Regions from separate parts of the Bombyx mori genome. Here region 2 is linked to region 1. A link is a contact called in public Hi-C data. All regions are on one chromosome and are shown on one strand. Each heading gives the region's core, a stretch centred on a gene start, on an enhancer-like site or on the middle of the called end of the contact. The rest is flanking DNA. Distances are from core to core; before and after follow the strand shown.

Region 1 (6,761 bases), core at 3,924-6,423:
GTTGGTTGTTTTTTTTTTTACTGCTTAGATGGGTGGACGAGCTCACGGTCCACCTATTTCGAACACGCGAATAAATTTTTAGACCTATAATTTAAATAAACATTAGAAAAGCTGTCTCATCTTTTAAACCGAAATGGGTATACCTAAGCAGTAAGATTTTTTCTCACGACTGTACCACTAGGACTAGGAAGAATATTTGGAATAGCCTATAAATCCTAATAAAAGTACTGCTTTTGACAGTTTTAAATTAAAACTACCTTAAGCAATAACTATGAAACGAATTCGTATAAGTGGTACCTCAATAAAACCCATAAGTTTATGATTACTCTAACTGAATGGTGATTTCTCAGGCAATTTGAAAACGAACCGACGAAGCGGAGACCGATCTCGATAAATACGTAATTTGGTATGTAATCTTTTAGGTATGTACGTATAGATATTTATATTGAGTGTAACGACTCTGATTGTGGATTTCACTTGAAGCGTTTTACAAGGGGCGATTTACCGTAAGTCACACACGACTGCACACGATATGTCGTTCGCAGCCTTTTAATCGTGTGACTACTCTGCAACTAAGAGAAAATAAAGTTATGACCGTTCTGGATATCCGCTAATAATCTAATTACCGTAAGGTTTATTGAGTAAAATAAGCGCAAATACTTACAATCTTAGTAAAACGCCCGCGTAATCGCGAAGTCAGTTTTCTATTTACTAATTGTATTATTACCCGCGTGACGTAAAAAGTAAATAAAGATATTTTATATTGGACGGATATAAGTGTTGTCGTTTTTCGTCTTCATTGTCATTATGTAGTTTTGTCTCTGGACCTATTGCGTTGCGTCGTGTAAAGGCTTATGTTAGTTTCGATACAACTACAGCTTAAACAATGCCTGTTAAAAAAGGGATTTGTTAAATATTAATCTTGCAGTGTCGTTGATCGTGTAAACGTCAAACGGTTTTGTTTTGCGCTTAATAATAAAAACATTGTTCTTTATTCTTTATTGTACACACAGTTAATATTACAGTAACTGCGATAAGATATAAAAATGGCGAGCTTAACTTAACAATTGAGTTTATACCAGCTAACCGTGCTTAACGAAGGAAAGCTTTACATTAGTAGAAGAATACAATCTAATCAATTTATAATTTACAATCTAAACAATAACAATAATAAAATAAAAAAAAACACTAATACATAATATATCAGACTATATACATAAACACATAAATAACGTAGACATATACATACACGTACATATATAATTCAATATATAAAATAAATACATATAAGTAATACTAAATTGATAGATAATGCTCCTTTAATGCCTTCCTGAATACTTCAAGTGAGGGACTTGCACTTGTTTTGCATATTTTCTCGATAATAACTATGATTCGGTTGTTTTTTTTCAGGATTCCGTACCCGTAAAACACGAAATTGTTTTCGCCATTTTTACCTATATTTAGGCATTTAATAGGCATTCTAGAGTCGAAAACAATTGGCATTCTTTATTTCATATTTGGTATCCGCTTTACAACAACATTACGAAACCTGATTACAGTGATAAAAATCAAGTGTACATCCGCAAATAGTGTATAATTAGCAGGTTCTTACATACGTTGGCAGATTTCCAAGTACATATATATATATGTATTTTAGATAACTTATATTTAAGTTACTTTTGAAGCTACTAATTAGTCAGTTTAACTTTTAAACTACATACGAGTTTATGGTGAAAAAGGATTTCAAAAACATTGAATACATTTAAGATGTCGGAAATTTTAACAGTAGCTATTTATACGGAATCTGGCAGTGTGAGTGGGCCACGCTTTTACCACCGTTTTTTTAATGATTATCACGTACTAATTATAATTAACTCATTTCACTAATCACCAATAAATTCATAAATCTACCTATTCGGTAAGACTTTCTCGTTATAAAATTTCCTTCAAACACAAATCTTGTACTAAATTCCCATTTAACCATGAAATTCCAATGAGTTGTTCAGACGGTCATTAAAATAATAATGTTATCGATCACCAACGAATGTGCTTTCACTATACGGAACTCGTCAATATACATATAACACATAACTATTTCATCTATAGCTGTCATTGCGTTATTTAATTTCGTATGATGTATCAAGATCGATGTGTTTGAGAATGCAGGTATGCAAGTGTAGGGTGACCATGCTTTTATGCTACGAGGAATGTATGCAATTGTTTTGTCATAAAAAAATTACAGTGTCTTTCGGTTACATTGTTGTCTCGGGAATCAATGTTGACCTATGTAAGTGTAATTATTAAATATATTTTTTCCTATCAATGCTGATAGCCTTGAGAGGCTATTTCAGCTTCTTTTTGATATGTAGCCCTAGCAAAAGCAGTGCTTCGCAAAATCTACCACCAGATTGGAAACGCGACCCACTAAGAAGATCCGGCGAGAAACTCAGTGGGCTGTGTCTATGGGTTAATTTACTCGTCGAGCCCTTCGTCGCAAGCGACGGGTTCGGCGAGGACGGTGATCGGTGCTTGAGGTACCTAAAAGCACCGTTATTGGATCGGGAGGATCCGTAATGATGTGTTGTAATTATAGAGTGGGATTTTATACTATAGTAGAACGAAGGTATATAAAGAGAGAACTTTTTTTTTTTTAATTCCACGATTATTGTACGCTCGTAGTTAGTCTCATGCGCTATAGAAAGAATATGGGGCAATGATGTGGGTATGTGGTGAATGAAGAGCTCACCTTTCAGTATTTGCACGTTTGTAGCGGTTAGCGATAGCTTAGTTTCTATGATAATAGAACACAAAATATTTGACAGATTCCTGAATCCCGCTAACGACAGTTTCAAGATAAGTTTATAAATATGTACATATACATACAAGCTTCGATATCCAAGTTCGGCTCGCCAATCTATAGAACATCTGCTATTTGTATTACTTCCAAATGTTAATAAATATTTTCGAACTTTTAAACTCTTCTGAATTTTTTTAAGAATTTTATGGACTATACTATGTACTCTATAAAAATTAGAACCGGAATTAGGTTTATTATTAAAAAAATCATGGTAACAGCAGTAAATGCATATCCGTCTAGTCGTTCGCGTCCGTCCACAGGGATTATCTTTAGTAAACCTCTTGTAAAAATGAATAATTATAAAAAAAATCTAATATAAAAAAAGGCGTGCCCGCTGAGTTTCTTGCCAGTTCTTCTCAGGACGGAGACTAGTTTTTGTGAATTGGCGGTAGTTCTTTTTAACGTTCAACAAGTATGTACTTTCATTTATGTTGAATAAAAAAATTTTTTTTATTTTATTAATTGATTGATATAACAATACTTTTTTATTTATTTTCACCATTGGTCTCTGGATACATGACTGTATATCATTTAAAGTCGTCATCGCCGATATGGTACCCGGTGTACTGATATCATGTGTTGCGAATATGTCTGTGATCAAATCCCGTAACAGATTTTTAACCTAATTCAAAAGAAGGACAAAGGATTCAATTCGAGCATTTTTATGTGTATTTTTATAATTCAGTCTTTCTTTCAGACTTTTTTCAAGATGAACCGTTTTTTATTATTTATTTAAAAGCTGGTACTTCTCGTGTATTTCATTTTGTTGAATTCGATTTTATTTAAAATAGTTCTCTAAAGTCTAAATTACTTTCACGGTAAAGGAATAGCATCGTATAATAAGAAGAATAATCAAAGCCACAAATATGTACTTTGCGTAATTACTAAGGCTTTACTAAAGCAGACTGTATTGTATGTTTGTAAGGTGGCAGGCGGTATTGTAAGGTGGGATCTACCGGTTTGATTTGAAGCCGTCATACATGCCAGTTTGAAGGATTGGGATCGTCGTTATACTATACAATTGAGACGCAAATCTCGTGCTTTTTTATTTATTTATTTGGGAAACAAACAGTACAATACAAACATATAATATTTAAAAAAATATAGCTAATACAATAACCAAATATGTTTCCACAATCAAAATCACATATAAGTAGAAAGTGAACAGAGAAGAGAAATTTAGAAATTTAAATTACAAAAAAAACAAAACCCCCTAACTATTCACTGGTAGCCTAGCGGGCTATTCCAACGCCCGGACGGGTAGGTAAGCTAACTAGTTCAATCTGAGAGAATTTGTTAACACTAGCCTTAGCAAGAGCAATGTTTAGCAGAAAGAAATGTCTCCAGTTTGAAGCCGATATATTTGACATTTCGTCTTTTCTTAGGGCGGGTGGGTGACGGGGATCATATTGTGACGTCTACAAGTCACCGTAAGCCACTGAGAGACTTGGCTCTGACTCCGGCATTATTGCCTAAAGCGGTGAGCTGCACGCCTCTAACCTTCAATAGCAAAAAAAATAATATAAAAACGTTTGCAGTAACTAAACACGTCCGCCCTTTGTGTTCGATTTTCGAAGTTCGAAATTTTCTTTTTTTTCAACTGATTTGACAATTTGTGTCGACGGCGATTGTTGGATATAATGGTTAGATCTTCTATTGGCCTCCACAATCGATTGTGTAAAATCGATTTTTTTTTGTGACAACGTGCCATAGGGTCGGCATTTCCTTTAGTTAACGTTCATTGTTACACAACGCGTTTCCTATCGTGCTCAATCGATCTTGTTTGTTGGTTGTTGTTACAAGATCCGCGTTCTTGATGACTTTCAATATTTTAAACAGATTTTTTCATTGGATTCTTCGTGCGATCTTATCGTCATGTAAATAGCGGAATCAACACATTGCCAGTAGTGCTTTCGTTGTTCAATTTATTTTCTGATCGAACAATAGAATAGGGAGTCCCGTTTTCTAATAATGTAGTAACCACAGAACTAAGATCTTCGACTTAAGAACATTTTTTATGCATTAAAAAATGTTCCCTCATTGACGTTACTTTATACTATACTAAGTCTATTCGCAATCCAGACATATTGTACAATTGCATACCTTAGTATTTTTGCGTTTAAAGAATCTGAATTCAAAATATGATAAGCCGAAATGTTACATACGTGATGAAATACACTTACGTTCATTAAATCTATATTATTCGTTCACAGGTATTACAACGCGACGTGGAATGTCATGGACGTATAGTCAGCTCAGTGGTGCGGTTGTGCCGCGGCGGTGACGCAGCCCGCGCCCTAGAACGACGCTGGCATCTCCTGTACCTCCGAGCCATCGAGTGGCAGTGTCACCTAGAGGCCTGTTTGACCAAGATTAACACTCAGGTAATACATTACTGTACTAGTTTTCCAACGATTCAAAGGAATACGACCATGATTAAGTCAGTCTCCGCATTATACTGTATAACCTCAGACCTGCTTACTGGTGGTAGGACCTCTTGTGAGTCCGCGCGGGTGGGTACCATCACCCTGCCTATTTCTGCCGTGAAGCAGTGACGCCTTTCGGTTTGAAGGGTGGGGCAGCCGTTGTACCTATACTTGAGACTTTAGAACTTATATCTCAAAGTGGGTGGCGCATTTACGTTGTAGATGTGTATGGGCTCCAGTAACCACTTAACACCGGGTGGGCTGTGAGCTCAACCACACATCTAAGCAATAAAAAATAATAATAATAATAATGTACTAGTTTTCCAACGATTCAAAGGAATAAGGCCATAATTAAGTCAAAGTATCCGCATTATACCGTATAACCTCAGAGCCACCCCTCAAAACGAAACACAGATCTTTTTCGCGTCTGCAATAAGAAAAATGTCGGCACCTACTCTTGCCCATTCACTTTGCGCCCTACAACCAATACCCAATGAAAAACAATAGCAAATGAGCTGGAAGGAGCTGACTCTCTCTAACCGCATAACCCTTCACAAATTTTATCGCTTTGCTCAATTTCCGTCGAAATACACACAATAGATTAATCAGCCACCCGCGGTTGTTTGCAAACATGACCCAGGACCCCAAGTGCCGTGCAGAATTATAACATTAGGTCCCCTAGTCGTAAACCGCGCAACGTGTTAAAGGAATTGCTTATTGAATCTAGCCCCATTGTTGTACGTTAACGTATTGAAGATCAATAAATAACCATGTGCTATTTATTGTAAATAGAGACTATGATTAAAAGAAACAACAGCTTATAATAAAGGTGCACGTCTAAAGGGTTTATTTTATCTTTTGCGTGTAAGTTAAACGTTGATCAAATCCCGACATCGCGATCTTTGTTTTCAAAATGCATCACTTTCTATTTCCCCAAGTCCGAATCGGAATGCCGTAGAAAAGCTTTTCCTCATTCCTTCACCGGTTTTGAGATCTACCCTGTAAATGTTACACAACATAACAATATTGTATCGAATTGATTTTCGTATCATGCTTTTTTCTCGACACGAAACCGGCATATTCCACAATTCCCACAAGTACTAACAACTGTGTACTATAAATTGACGTCGCGTTTATCCACACACTCCAAGACTCGGCAAGCGAAGGGTTAGGTCACGTGGCCGCACTTGTATGAATTAAATTTATTATGATTTATAGCTTACAGGCCACATTCACTACAATAGTAAAGTTTACATTTGGATAGTTATGGAGATCCTATTTTCTATTTTACTATTAAAAATTTATATAAATAACGTCCTCCGGGATGTTTTAACTGACATTTATTGTGCCGTAAATTTAAAATGTTTTTTTTTGTTTGATTCGTTAATAAAATAACTTTGTGAATTAAATAGTTATGCTTAATGGTGGAGATTAGAAATATCTAGTTACTGTGACTACTTTAAACCTTAAATAATTTT
Region 2 (7,439 bases), core at 1,416-3,915, 160 kb before region 1:
GTAAATGCGCCACCCACCTTGCGATATAAGTTCTAAGGTCTCAGTATAGTTACAACGGCTGCCCACCTTTCAAACCGAAACTCATTACTGCTTCACGGCAGAAAGAGGCGGGGTGGTGGTACCTACCCGCGCGGACTCACAAGAGGTCCTACCGCCAGTAACTAGAAATATAGCTCTGTTAAATTACCTTGAATTATAACGTCCATGTGTTGTAAGTGATTAATGAAGCTATCTTTCGGAAAGGCCGGCGTCGGTAGCTTTCGCTCCCGCAGGCGCGGACTGCAGTTTTATCAGCATTTTGTGCATGTTAACGAGGCGCAGTTGAAGATTCCGAACGCGCTCGGATATCGCATGCAATATCTTTTTGCTGTAACGATTTTACATCGAATTTATTTGTAGAAAGTGAATTCGTAAATGTTACGTCAGTTAAATTTAACGATTGATTACGGTTAAAAAATATCCGGTGTCAAATTATTTTTTAATTTGTTAATGTATATTGTTTTCCGTTTAGTAGATATTACGGCAAGCGAACGTTAAGGAAGTCGTAGTAGGCACTTGATTCCGGGTTCAAAATACTTGTGTCTTTAGTTTTAGCTGAGTGAACTTCATATTATAAACAATAATAATATTTGAAATGTATGCGTAAAAATAAATAAGTAAAAAAAAGAGAAATCTTAATAATTTATTGCAACAAGCTTTGATCTGATGCTTTTCACTTGTATTGTCTATACTGTATACCTACTAATGTTCTAAATATGTACAAAGGTTCCCGATCCACTGACGTAGCTTCTAGGTACTTCAAGCATCGGTCACACGAGTAAATTAACCCATAGACACAGTCCACTGAGTTTCTCGCCGGATCTTCTCAGTGGGTCGCGTTTCCGATCCGGTGGTAGATTCTGCAAAGCACTGCTCTTGCTAGGAACAGTGTAAGCAAAACTACCGGTTTGAGCCCCGTCAGTTCACCTACACCTTAGGGTGAAGCTGAAATAACCTCTCAAGGCTATCAGCATAGGTAGGGGGAAAAATGTACAAAAGTGTGTATGTTTGTTACTCCATCACGCAAAACGGCTGAACGGATTTGGATAAAATGTCGCACAAAAATAGTCTAAAACTTGTGTAAACTCTTTCTCTGTCTAAGATAATAAATAAATAATTAAATAACTTGTCTTTATACATTGTATAGTTTTGTCAGTATCTTTATATTAATACGTGAAGCAAAAACTTTGTACCCCTTTTAACGAAAATTGCGCGGACGGAGGAGTATGAAATTTTCCACACTTAAAGAGAATATAGAGAAGAATTGCACAATGATAATATTACTTTAAAATAATGCATATAAGATACATTAAATCAATAAAGAAAACATTACACACACTACCATGTATTTTATACACACACGCATGCATACTATTTATTTATTGTCAAACTTTTGTTCTTGACGTCTGTGGTCAAATTGAGAATAGATTAAATATTGTTTGTCTTTATTAATATTTTTCTATAGTGTAGTATTGGCGTTGAAAATACAATCATAATAGTGTACAAACTTACAATTCCAATTAATTATAGTCGAATTTCGACTACTGCGGGACCTCTAGTTTGACAATAATACGACAGTTCGTCTTTTGATCCGTATTTTACATACCAATGTATCTACTCGTATATGTAAACCAGAGAGTGACACAAGCAATTCTTTGTCCCGTGAAAATAAAACATATTTGATCGTGTTTTAATTACAAATGTAACGCAAAAGAAACTGCGGATTACGTTTGGTATCAAATAAATTGAATGTTAATCGTACCGTCACACGACTTGTAACACATTCGAGTCACGTATAATATGCAATAAAAAGGATTAATTATCAAAAAAATTAATTGGGGCTCCAAATAATTTAGAATCGCAAAGCAAATGAATGAAATTATTAAATGCTTTTAACTTGCATGCGGTTTATGAAGTCATTCTAGTAGATTTTAATGCGAGTAATCAGTTGTTGGACTGTTAATGCTAGCCACAAAATAGTAGAACTTTACTACAATATAGTGAGAAGCACAGCATAGCAAAATTGCACGTCTTTAGAACGTCCCTTTAAATTAAATTAATGTTGGTATGTGTTCGTAAGACGAGTTGAAAACGCATACAGACGCAATATTATAAGATGTCATCCACAGTGCGTTTTCAGAGGTCTTTTTTGCCATGTACCATTCGGCTACGGAATGAGCTCCCCCCCACGGTGTTTCCCGAGCGCTATGACATGTCCTTCTTCAACGAGGCTTGTGGAGAGTACTAAGCGGTAGGCAGAGGCTTGGCTCTGCCCCTGGCTTTGCTGAAGTCCATGGGCGACGGTAATCACTCACCATCAGGTGGGCCGTACTCGTCTGCCTACAAGGGCACTAAAAAAAAAAGATGTTTGCTCCATTTTTCACCTTCATCTTCTAATGTCTAAACTCATTCGCCAATTAAAATGTACACCCAACAGTTTCGAATTCAATTTGTTACAGAAGCTTACATTGTGACTTCGTTAGAATAAATTCTCAGAAGATCTAGCGTTCCGTGCTGTAAAATTCGTTCCGCAAAGTAAATAATGCGTGGTCACATTAGTGGTGCAAATCGCACCGCGGGGCGCGTTCGTCTGAGCACTTGCTAGTCGAATGTAGGTGAGCGTGCCGCCAATATTTCTTGCTGCGCGGACGTGCGATACGATCACGGCTCGCGGTGGTCGTCCCGATAACGCTTATTATGCGTAAAATAACCTTAAAATTTATAGACGAATGTTTTCGAAATATAAATCTGGTTTTAACTGTTTGTTTTTTTAATAAATAAATAAATATTTACTAACAATCACGCCACGTTAACTGGGGACTGGTTAGCAGTGCTAAGTTCGTAAAGAACTTGTATTACAGGTACCAGATAACGGAAATAAATGTAAAATTTTTATTATACACATACATATATTCAATATACATCCATAACCCTGGAAAATACATTTTATATTTATCATATAAATATCTTCCCTTGGCGGGATTCGAACCCACGACCCCCTTGTGTAGTGTAGACCATGTCCCTTACCACTACACCAGACGACCGTTTTAGCTGTATGTAAAGTTTGACTCGAACCTGCTTGCGGGTTTTGATAGACGAGATAGCAACTGTCAAACATGCCAATGCCGTCAACGGTGATAATAACATCTATGTACTACGTAACATAATGATTGAATCGATTTTCGTTTTAAATCCTTTCTTATTAAAAGAGAGATTTTTCGGGAAAGCGTTATTATAATAGAGTCGGTAGAATTACGTTAAAATACAATTCGATAAATGTTCATAATCGATAGGAAAGTTAAGACTATAAAAACGGCCGTAAGGTGATTAGTATTTAATGAAAAAAATACTATGAAACAAAGGTCAAAAAGTCAATATTTTATTCTCATTATAAGTCACGAAAACAATTACCGGTCGTGACATTGCAGAGTTAAGTGAGCGAGACAGCCTTCCAGAACATTGATGTTGTGATTGAGAGAACGGTATTGACATCAAATGGAAAACGTTCCGAATAGGATTCCTTTGACTATTGGGTCCGCGAACATGGCATACGTCAAATTTCTTTTATATAGACAGGCATAATTTTGAAGTCGCCGTAGCGCAAAATACAAAACGCCCAGATCAATTAGATCAAGCGATCCGACTGTGCTGGTATTGAAATTTCGCCGGCAGTAAACACGGCATACGGCAAACTTCTTTTATATAGACAGGCATAATTTTGAAGTCGCCGTAGCGCAAAATACAAAACGCCCAGATCAATTAGATCAAGCGATCCGACTGTGCCAGTATTGAAATTCCGCCGGCAGTTTGCTTTACCAGTTTTCTGTAGAAATACGTACTTAAGAGATGTTCACGAACCACTTTCACGATGATGGAACATCGTATAAAGAAAAAGCAAAATATATAAATTTACGTAATTACTCGTGGTAGGGCGGCGTATTGCCTTTGAAATAATAATAATAATAATAATAATAATAATAATAATTTTATTGTAACCAATAAACCTGATATTGTGATAATAGATCGATCTGCACGTCGAGCAGTGTTGGTTGATGTCACCATTCCTCATGACGAGAACCTCGTGAAGGCAGAAAAGGACAAATTAATAAAATATTTAGACCTGGCCCACGAGACTACCGCCATGTGGCATGTTGATTCAACCATCATTGTTCCAATAGTTGTGTCGGTACACGGCTTGATGGCGAAAAGTTTCGATCAACATCTTAAGAAACTTTCGTTATCCAGCTGGGTTAAGGGCCTAATACAGAAAGCAGTTATCCTTGATACTGCACGCATTGTGAGGAGGTTTCTCACTCTGGAGTCCTAACCACTGGTGGCTTGTGTCGTAGACACCGCCATCAGCGGCAATCTATTTTTATATAGTGTTTTTTAAAAATTGTATTTTTAATAAATTTTTTAAAAAATATTATGTAATTAATAAGATTTTAAATAAATATAAATAAATAATAATAATAATAATATTTATTCATTCAAGCCTCTTAAAATACAAACACGTACAAAAATACTTAACACTAGTATAATAATATACATGGCTTTTTTATGAGGTATACAATAACAATATTCCCTGACTTTTATGCTAGGAAAACCTGTGTTACAAAAGTCAGTGGTTCAGTGCTAGGTCACCAGGTAAAGAAAGTTAACCAGGAAGAACGATCTGTAAGAATATAGTACGTACGTGTGTGTGTGTGTGTGTGTGTGTGTGAGTGTATGTGTGTTAGTGTGTTTGTGTGTGTATGTGTGTCATACAATAAAGTATAAAAATATTATTATATATTATATTATATATTATTATATAAAATATAAATTTAAAATTAGCTACAATGAATCAACAGTATATCATACTATATATACATCATTATACATTTTTACAACACGACTTGTTCTGTTTCAAAATAGTCTAAGTTTAAGAGCCAAGACTTCAGATTATTTTTAACGTCATACCTATTTAAGCCATCTATCTGCTGAGATATATTTACTTTATTATAAATTCTGCTACCTGACGAATAAATCTGTCGTCTGGCAAATTCCGTCCTACAAGCAATAGTGTCAAAGGCCGGTTTTCGTCTCCTCGTGGAAAGTGAAGTTTCTTTAAGTATTGATGGGAGGCAGGAGTGCTGTCGCAGAACGGACCTGTGGATAAACAGTTGTCTAACCGTCAGCACTCCTGCGTCACGATACAGTTGTCTAGTAGAGTACCCAAAAGAAATGTGGGTATGGCGGAGGATGCTGCGAATACAGTGGACTGCCATGAGTACAAACGAGTTCATTCTAAGGCAGCTAAACATCCGAAAAAGACTCTCTTCCATCTGCCAGGAACGTGTTATGAGCTTCTTCGGACACATCATGCGGTCTCCCAGACATGAATTAGAGAAGCTCATAATTGCGGGTCGCATAGAGGGCAAGCGCGCCGTGGGCAGAACTCCAGCCAGATGGTCAGATCTAGCAAGAGAAGCACTTGGCGGTAGTTTGTACCATGCGGTCTATGCTACCCATGATCGAGCACATTGGAAGAACGTCACATGTGGTCACGATCCTCAGTAGTGAGGGAACAATATAGAAGAAGAGAGGGCGTATTATGATTATCCACGAATATGCATCACTATACTGTCGTTCCCGGTCCTCTCGTTGTGAAGGGGTTATCCGAGTCCATAAAGAACGGACAGCGTTAATCCCGCCACGCAACTTGGGATATGAGGTCTCCTTTAAATACTATAACGGCTGTCACCCCTAAAAACCGGAACTCATCACCGCTTCGCAGTAGAAGTAGGCATGTACGCATGTACCCACCCACAATCATAGTAAACAGGAGCGTTTAACTAATTTGGTGCAACATAAAACTGGCACAAGGTCAGTGTCCAAAGGTAAATTTGAAATACCCGTGGTACAAAATTACTATGGAGATAAACGTTAAAAAAACGAGTTCCATACTTACTCAATAGTTTACCCGAGAACATAAGACGTGAGCCTACACTTGCCAAATTTAAAAGTTTATTAAAAAAACACTTGTTAAATACGTTGTAACCATTTACGTAAATTGATTGTATTAATATAACCTAATTTAATAATTTATAAGCTATGTTTATATAAACCGAGTTACCTGCAGTCAAAAGTCGTAAGCAGTTTTGCGGGGCATGGTTTAAATGAAAGTGCAACTTTTTATGAATAAGTATATTACATACATACAAACAAGAAGCCCTACCAGCAGTAATTCCAAAATTATTTGAAACTTCATAATTTCCACGTTATTTATTTTCCCTTTTAACAGTTTTGCCTCTGATTACCGTGGCTGTATCATCAGTATAATGTACACGAAGCCAATTATCGTTGAGTGCGATATCTAAAATGCTACTCGATCTTCATTTATCGTTTCATACCACTCGCACTTATTTGTTTTGCCGTACGTGTGAACGAGAGAAACACAACGGTGCGAATACTGTTTACAGATTTCACTCGCAAGTGTGATCCCACTACGGGTCTTAGGTCAGGCTGTATGAGCTCCCGTCATTGTGAAGGTCTAACTTGGAATTTTCGCTTCCATTTTAGCTTTCTAGATAATTTAAAGGTACGCGTGTTCGGTTGTGCGATCATTTATTAAGATCTATTTCATTTTCTTGTTGACTCGGCGATGGCTTATAGATTTTCATATTGATTTTAAAATTAACATTAATGTTACACTCGGAATATATTCGGATTATCACACTATTTACCGTATACGCTGCGAATTATAACCAGTTGAACCTGTAGACTTCTTAAAATATTTTACAGAATAATGTTTATATACTGAAGATATTAATAAAATCGTAAATGTGGGGTTTACAAGTACCACCAAAATTACTCATTTAATTAAAACGTGTTTTTTTAACATATTGGTCGTTTTGGGCTTCACGCATCGATTTTAATGAAACTTATGTTGCTACATTTTTTATCTTCATCTTGCGAACACCTCAGACCATTAAAAGGAGAAAACTTAATATTAAAACAGTATTCAGTTGTATATTCTACGATTGCTGTCTATATTTCTAATATCCTTTTATCTTTGATCTAAAGAGCAATAGGCATAGGATTTATGGGTTCGCTTAGAGCAATTTCTCTTTACCGGAATCTAATAGGTTCATGTAGCTCTTGTAATTGTACGTTATTTTACGCAATCAACATTATAACAATTTATGTATGTATTCATATTTCACACGAAAGGTTTCACGTGAAACTTATTTAACCCAATGAAAACTTATTTAACCTAAGGGTTACAAAGAGCCTAATCTTAGTGTATCTCGTAAATCTAGAAAGGTTTTCAGGTAACCAAATGAAATCTTATTTCACTCGAGGGTGACAAAGAGCCAAATTTTAGTGTATCTCGTAAATTTAGCCTTGCTTCGGAA

The links. A called contact is a pair of places that touch in the nucleus more often than the background predicts.
Region 2: a Hi-C map of whole pupa shows a contact between it and region 1, with 1.8 times the contacts expected there. The contact joins two enhancer-like sites.

Annotation. Positions count from the first base shown.
Region 1 is chr7:5,026,698-5,033,458 of ASM3026992v2, reverse strand. It overlaps LOC101740250 (klarsicht protein), which reads left to right. Exons shown (of 25, transcript XM_062669363.1): 11 at 5,071-5,241. Among protein-coding and RNA genes, the nearest start is that of LOC110386098, 21 kb to the right of the region's middle. Within about 2 kb of position 5,173, at least 5 of the 8 cell types and tissues checked have open chromatin away from gene starts, as enhancers often do.
Region 2 is chr7:5,185,712-5,193,150 of ASM3026992v2, reverse strand. All of the region lies in intron 10 of LOC101740250 (klarsicht protein), which reads left to right. Among protein-coding and RNA genes, the nearest start is that of LOC119628728, 35 kb to the right of the region's middle. Within about 2 kb of position 2,665, at least 6 of the 8 cell types and tissues checked have open chromatin away from gene starts, as enhancers often do.